2 separate regions of the Arachis hypogaea genome follow, and region 2 is linked to region 1. Evidence: chromatin contacts called from public Hi-C data. All regions are on one chromosome and are shown on one strand. The core of a region is the stretch at or near the end of the contact, and the rest is flanking DNA. Distances in the headings are between cores, read along the strand shown.

Region 1 (3,989 bases), core at 1,169-3,668:
TTTTCTTTTGTTCTTCCCTTCTGGACATATAAAAATATTGTCCATAAAACTTATCAATCTGACAATAATAATAATAATAACAACTAAATTTAACAGAGTAGATCAAGTGAATTGGAAGTTAATTTCAAACTAAATTAATCAACAAAATTAAGATAAATGAAAATAGGGGAAGACACAAAGCAATGTCACGTTTTATTTAAAGAGATTGTGATGAATGAAATTTCTCTTAGGAAACTAAATATGGATGAGATTTCTTAGCTTGTCGTGTGTGTATCATTTGGTTCCCTTGGGCTGTGTTTGGTTTATGTATGGGTGAAGACATAGACACAAATACACAAAATATTAAAAACATATATATAAAGAGACAACTTTTATTTTGTTTGGTAACTATGCACAAGATAGAATATAAATTGCAAATATCAATATTATCCTTATCTTCCAAAAAAAAAAAATCATCACAATCACTACTATTAAGGATAAAAGTGGAAAAATTTGTCTTAACCTTTGTGTCTTAGTGTCTCAATAAAATAGCATTACACAAATTTTATGTATTTATATATCAATGTATACTATTGTATCTTTACTTATTTTATGTATTTAAAAACCAAATATAAAATATGGGTGTGAGTATGTCATTGTATCTCAAAATTTGGTGGACACACCCACTAAACAAACGGTGCGTTGTTTCTTTTGCTTTTTTATGTTATTAACAACACTAGAGACAAAACCATTAACAGGATATGCATTGTGCATGCATGGCCCTTCACAACCCTTTTATTATTTGTCCAACTCCGATTCCTTTTTTGTACAATTCAAGTGTAGCCGCTACCATTGCTTGCTTAATTTAAGTAATAAGCTTTTAACACTACTTATTTTTCTTTAAATAAAAGTTTTGGTGATTGAGGCTATCTAGAGAAAATAGAAACCAAACCACATATATAGATGTGATCAGAGAGAGTCAGAGAGTAATCAAGTTGGATTGGTTTAGTAGTTAGTTCATTAGTCCGCTTAAATAAGTGTCGGGATTCGAATATTGTCTTGTGTATACACCAATACAGAGACTATATTTACTTAACAATATAATACAAAGACCCCATGAGTATCTCTAAATGCACAATGATCCCAAAAAAAAAACCTGAAAAATTACAAAACAATCCTAAAAGTACAAATCTTATATTTCGCGATTTCAATTCTTTTCAGACAACACAACCCTACTAGTCGGAAAAGTTGTCGCCTTTTCGACCAGAAAATATGGCTCCCTAAACAGAAGCGAAACCCTAGAAGAACTCTCTAAGCTAGCTATATATCTCCATGGTTATACTAAAATAAATAAAAGAGCAATGCTAGGGAACCAAAAGGGTATTAGCCAAAAATCAGCCAAATATCTTTGGGTGAATTCAAAATCTCTACGAGTTAATATACATAGATGTTTTTTCTGCCAAGTATAAGAATGTTTCTTTTTCATACTAAATAGATGTTCTTTTATATTTTTTTGAATTTTTTTGTATTACAAATATGAATGTCTCTATTTCTTTAAGCATTTCATAATTTTTTTTAAATTTTATAAATATTTAATTATTTTTGCTAAAATATAACTGAATATTTCTTTTGTTAAATATTAGGATGTTTTTTTTCCATATTAAATAAATATTTTTTTTATATTTCTGTAATTGTTCAAAGACTCCTTTTGACTAAGATCAAATGTGTAATTTATAGTCTCTTTAATCATCAAAACAGCACCTAATATTCCAAAATAATATATTTTTAGATCTAAAATAATATATTTTTCATCCTTATCCATAAAAGAAAAAGCTCCCCCAGAATATCAGTGTGTTATTTAACGGTGCCTATGCTTTTTCCTTCATCGATCAATCTCCTTTGAAGAATAAGAAGGCGGCTATCCGAACCCAGATTTTTTTATTAAATTAATCCGATTCTCTACGAGGAAGGATGAAATCAGCACTGATTTGACCCAGTTCTACGCCCCTGTTTCTCGACGCAAGAGATGTTCATCGTCACATCTGGTTCATGAAAAAGAAGTGGCTCTTGTCGACGGTGGCGAATCCAACGAGTCAGATGTCGGTGATAGAAGAGGAGTCGCGGTGTGAAGGAGGAGAGGGCTTGATGGTGAGAGAGAGGAGTCTGTGTCTGATTGTTAGAGGTGAATAGGTTAACATGAGAGAGAAGAATAAAGTTTTTATAGGTTACTTAATCAATTTTAAATTTTTTAAATTTTGAATTTAAAAAATTTAAAATTAATGTGATTTTGTTTAATTTTTGTCTGATAAATTTTTGGTTCCATATACTTTTCCTAAATAAAATTGTGGACATTTTTACAAAATAAATAAAAGGGAAGGAAGCTTGGTGAATATATAATCACTTGGCCCAACATGTCCAAGTTCCAAGCAACATGCTAGAGCCCAAAATTAAATGTGCAAATTATGTAAGTGGACTCTTTACTGGCCCAAGATACTGCCTTGGTAAGTTGGTATATTATTTAGTAATTTTACAAGCCCACAATTCTTAGAATTTTTTTTCATCCCTTTAAAAAAATTGTTCCATAGTTGACAAACACGAAAAGAGAAGAAAATTTTTCTATACTTAGTTTTCCGTATGAACTTTTAGTTTTGTTGATTATGTTAATGCATAATTAACCCAGTTTTTTATAATGGTTCGGAAGATTAGTCCTTACGTTATTTTAGTTCCTTTTTTTTCTTGGTATGCATGCAACATGAAACCTAACCTAAGAAAACCTAGATTATTCTACTGATACGATGGGATTCAATTATGAATGATTCTCTTGCCTTCTAGAACTAGCATCCTTATCAACAATATATTGGATAGAACTGAACTTGCAAGTGGTCATAAAATACCAACATATTCAATACTAGTCTAACAATAAAATCAGTGATGATAACATCGCTATTTCCAAAAATTTAAATTTATAGAAGAAGATATAGTTATGTATTTAACGTATCGCTTTAAGTAAGAATTTCTTTTGAGTTTACTTGAATTTTTATATAAGTTTTTTTTTTTTATGTCTTATGCGGAATTTTTTTTTGGAGTTCTACAAAAATCAAATTTTAAATTTTTTTATTATAAAAATTTTAATATCATATCATAAAATTATTTCTCTTAAAAATTTAAACTGATAAAAAAATACATAAATAATTATATCTTCAATCATTTAATATTTTCCTAACCTTCGCATCATTCTGAAATTATGTCAAACACCTAGTAAGAAAGCCTTTCAAGTCATATAATTAAATAAATGACTAGAATTCTTGAAGTGATTGATCGATTGATCTTTGGCGACTTGATATCTTGTTACACATGTAACATTTATATCACATTACGTCAAATGATGAAATTATTGGAAGATCGATGATATTTCTTTGACAAAAATTGCATCGTGTGCAATGTGCATTCCAAGTGAATAATATGGTATGGAAACTTCATGCATGTTGCTATAGTACTTCGTAGGGCATTGTTTTATTTTGTGATGAAATTAAGATATTAATAAGGTATATAGGGCTTATGTGATCTTTTAATTAAATAGTGAAAAAACAAAACCCATTTCGGAACCCAATGCCACTTGTGTTAATATCACTTATTATCACTTTCATGACCAATGAGTAAATTAAACTTGGACATGATCATCATCAACACGTACTAGAGCTGTTTTTTCTTTTCTTTTTGTATTAAATTTTTTATATTATCTTTAGTCTAACACACATTAAAAACTAATTTGTTATAAATGAGCTCCAGTCTATAAATTTTTGTATGTAAAAAGTGAAATTCGAATACTCAACACTAATTTAAGGGAACAAATAAATTAATTACTTAATAAATTTAAATTAATTGAATATGTATTTGTTAAAATTTTATTCTATTTGTAGTCTAATTTATTAATATAAAAATTAGTCAGAATAGTATTATAATTATTAAAAAATTTTATCAATTAAGTGTATTAACAATTGATTTGTTTT
Region 2 (4,257 bases), core at 533-3,032, 51 kb after region 1:
TATATACGTATATTCATATTTTTTTTGGCATGCAACTTTTAAAATTTGAACTCGAGATCCTTTAGCTATAATATAAGATGTTTACCATCTTAACTAATTACATACATATTTATTATTTATGGTGCATATTTAATAAATTAAAGAGTTTAAATTAATAGACACATTATTGTTTATTAATATAATAAAATTTTTTTGGTGAACTAAGGGGTCAAGGACCCAAAGATAGGAAACAAAACAAGCAGCAAAGCAGAAACAAAAAACTCAAAAAACTCAAGACTCCCTTAACCTGAGGGTCTCGAAACAGTCACAAAGTAGCGCATAGCTAATAATAGGGGGGCTTGATCAAACAGGTGCAGCCCCATAGGGAGTTCATATCCCTTCTTAGCAAGGAGATCCGTCACAGAATTTGCTTCATGGAGGGAATGTAGCCAAGCGACTTTATGGATTCTAGCTGCCAAGACACGGATATCCTGGACTAGTGGAGCACAGGGGTGAGTGGGGTAGCATCCGCGATTGATGAAGTTAATGGCCTCAGCGGAGTCGGATTCAACAACAAGATACTGGTAGCCATTAGTAGTAGCAATATTCAGCCCATGGATAACTGCCCATAATTCCGCATGCATAATAGAGCAGTTCCCCAGGTTACAGGAGAATCCTTTTAAGAATCTCCCATCCGAGTCTCTGAAGACACCGCCACAAGCTGCATTATTTGTATGACCAAACCAGGAACCGTCAACGTTAACTTTGACACACCCCTCCTCAGGGCGAGACCAGCGTATAAGAGATTCACCGACAGCTTGGGTATTATGTGGTTTTAATTTGCTTCTAGAAATTATGAAGAACTCCTCCGATCGAGCTCTAATCTGGTTAATGGCCGTGGTGACATGAACCGCTTCTCCATTAAAAACAAGCTTATTTCGGAAGTACCATATAGACAACATCGCAACACCAAACAGCCAATTCCAGTTATTATTGGCCGTTAGGCTTTGAAGTAACCACTCATTGAGCTCGGTATTGAAAAAGGAGCTCCTTCCGTTAGGGGGGATAAGGATTTTCCAGATGCTCATAGCATAGGGGCAGTCTCGAAGCACATGAATGGCTGATTTTTCATGGCACCAGCACCTTGGGCAAGAATCATCATTAGTCAAGTGTCTTCACCTTCTCTCTGAGTTCGTAAGAATAGCATTGTGGGTTACCAGCCAAAGAAAGGTTCTAACACGCTCCGGGCCCTGCCAATTCCACACCAGCCAAAGAAAAGTTCCTATTATATTTATTATATTTATTAATATAATAAATATAATAGGAATTATCTACTTATATATAATGAGATCAAGAGGATCTTGATGTATATTGTCACCTGAGTCAATAGATTTAGGGAGTTGAACTTATTAGTTAGTCAATTGCTGCTGATAGCATTAATTAGTTAGAGTTGTCAGTTGATAAAGTTAATTAGATAGATTAAGTTATTAATTAGTTAGTAAATTAATTTAATGTGGTTTCGTTTGTTAGAACTACAGCTCTTGTGTAATTATATAATGATAAGCATGTAATGTAAAAATGATGATGAATGAATAACAACTTTCATCTTCACCAAATTTTCTTTTTCTCATCTTCTCTAATTATCTGATTGACAATTCGAATTTATCAACAGCTTCTTCATTTTGCTCCTTTCTCTTTGTTCATCTCTTTCTTACTTCCTTCTCCAAGTTCTTTACTCTTTATTCTCGGACTCACCTGACAGAGATTGATGAGAGCCTAAATCTCTCCAACCGTGCAATTCACATGGTGCGGTAAGCATAGAGGAGAGATCGCAGCTCCGATCAACGAGACCAAAGATAAAAGATCTGAATCTGAAATCAAACCAAATTTATCGATTACCTTCCTCTTTTGCTTGCTTTTCATTTTGAAGCTGTTATACCTAATTCTTTAATCATTTCTTGAATCTACACCAATTTTTCAATTGACGATGCCCACTAATCAATCAAATCCCGCTGCTCCTATGGATGCACAATCAATTGCAAATTTTTTGAGTCAAATTTCTGCAATTGTAAATTCGATGCAAGATCCAGCAAGCCCCTGTTTCTCAATGACAAATCACCTTTTGAACTTTTTTTCAATCACATCTCTGATATGTCTAATTTGAAAGTTTTTTGGTGTCTTGCCCGATGATCAACTCTTATACAAATAGAAGAATTAAACTGGACCCAAGAGTACAGAGATGTGCTTTCCTTGGATTTGAAGAAGGAACAAAAGAATTCACACTCATTGACCTAAAAACCAGAAGAATTTTTACATCTAGAGATATTATTTTCTATGAAAGTCATTTTTCATATTCTACACACGATTATGATCTGCACAATCGCACTGAAATTTCACAGCAAATACATACCAACCAACCTTGTAATTTTGATCCATTCACCTATGATTCTCACTACACTGACTCGTTTACTCCCAGTCTGCACCAATTACACATGCCTCAAACTCATGTTCCACTTGCACATCACCAAAACCATCAAAATTTTTTAACACCACTAACTTCGAATTCTAAATTTGTTGATTACACGATTAATGAACCTGCACATTTAGTACACATTATTGAAGAACCACAAAATCATAGTTTAATTCATCACATCAAAATTCCCAACCACTTGAACTCAGAAATTCCACACGAATTAAAAAGTTGCCAACCTATCTCAAGGACTATCATGGTAAAGTGAACAATTCGGTTTCTAGTTCCACTAATCCTCTTTGTAGGTATCCTATTTCGCAGCAAATTTCTTATAATGCACTCAGTCCAAAACACAAAGCTTTTTCTTTAGCTGTTGCTACAAATATTGTACCTAGTAACTATGAGGAAGCTGTTGCTCATCCTTGCTGGAGAGAAGTTATACAAAGCGAACTTGAGGCTCTGAAGAAGAATCAAACTTGGCAAATCACAATATTTTCTCATGGCAAGAGAGCCATAGGCTGCAAGTGGGTATTCAGGATTAAATTCCTTCCTGATGGAACTATCAAAAAATACAAAGCCAGGTTGGTGGACAAGGATTTTACACAAATCGAAAGTGTAGACTTCACAATCAGCCCAGTGGTTCGAATGTCAACTTTGAGAGTGGTTATAGCCTTGACGGCTGCAAAGCAATGGCATATCAAGCAGTTAGATGTGAATACTGCTTTTCTACATGAAGATCTACATGAAGAGGTCTATGCAACTTCCACCAAGGCTGCAACAATCTTAATTGGCAGCAACCTCAGTGTGTAAACTGCATAAATTACTCTATGGCCTATGGCAAGATAGTAGGCGATGGAATTTAAAATTGACTGAAACGTTGAGCTCAGTTGGTTCCTCTAAATCAGAATCGGTTCATTCTCTATACACCAAAATCACAGCGCGGGGGGAGGGGGGGTTACAATCATCATGGTTTATGTGGATGATTTGGTTTTGACAGACAATGATTTTGCTGAAATTGATTCAATGAAGAATCTACTTAATAAAAAATTCAAAATTAAGATTTGGGGGGACTTGAAGTACTTTTTAGGCATGGAGATGGCTCACTCATCAAAAGGGATTCATCTTTGTCAATGCAAGTATGCCCTAGACATTCTCAAAGATTTTGGCTTCTTAGAGGGCAAACCGATTAGCACTCCAATGGATTACACTTGTGCATCAAAATTATCAAGGGAGAGCGGCATTGCATTGGAAGATCAAACTCAATGTAGACAACTAGTTGGTAGGCTCTTGTATCTAACCAACACAAGTCAGTTTATCGATTGTCCAATAGATGTACACTTGCAAGCTACTCACAGGGTACTGCGGTATTTGAAAGGATGTCCCTCAGTTGGTCTGTTCTTCTTAGCTGAAAACGAACTTAAGCTATCATAGGGTTCTTAGATGCAAACTGGGCAACATGTGCATATTCTAAAAAATTCATCACTAACCATTGCTTTTACCTTAAAAAATCACTCATCGGTTGGAAAAGCAAGAAACATAATACTATTGCAAGATCATCTTCGAAAGTTGAGTATCGAGCTTTGGCACTTGCAACATGCAAAACTCAATGGTTATCCTACATCATGCATGATTTTGGCATACCGCTAACAAAGCCCAACACACTTTTCTGAGATAATAGATCAGCTATCCACATTGTCACTAATCCTATCTTCCACAAGAGAAATAAGCACATCGAGATTGATTGCCATACTTTGAAACCAACACCTCTCAAGCCTCACACACCTCATGCCAATTTCCTTGTCAAACCA

Evidence for each region. Hi-C and Micro-C count contacts between places; a contact is called where the count stands out from the background.
Region 2: a contact with region 1 is called in a Hi-C map of leaf, with 1.7 times the contacts expected there. The contact joins the promoter of LOC112729621 here to the enhancer-like site in region 1. A contact is called at or near these places in 3 of 8 Hi-C or Micro-C datasets (leaf and an unstated tissue).

Annotation. Positions count from the first base shown.
Region 1 is chr12:8,608,908-8,612,896 of arahy.Tifrunner.gnm2.J5K5, forward strand. No RefSeq gene overlaps it. Among protein-coding and RNA genes, the nearest start is that of LOC112726689, 6.2 kb to the left of the region's middle. Within about 2 kb of position 2,419, at least 3 of the 3 cell types and tissues checked have open chromatin away from gene starts, as enhancers often do.
Region 2 is chr12:8,660,686-8,664,942 of arahy.Tifrunner.gnm2.J5K5, forward strand. LOC112729621 reads left to right here and starts at 1,783. Exons shown (of 2, transcript XM_025779790.1): 1 at 1,783-1,790; 2 at 2,755-3,259. The coding sequence starts at 1,783. The coding sequence ends at 3,259.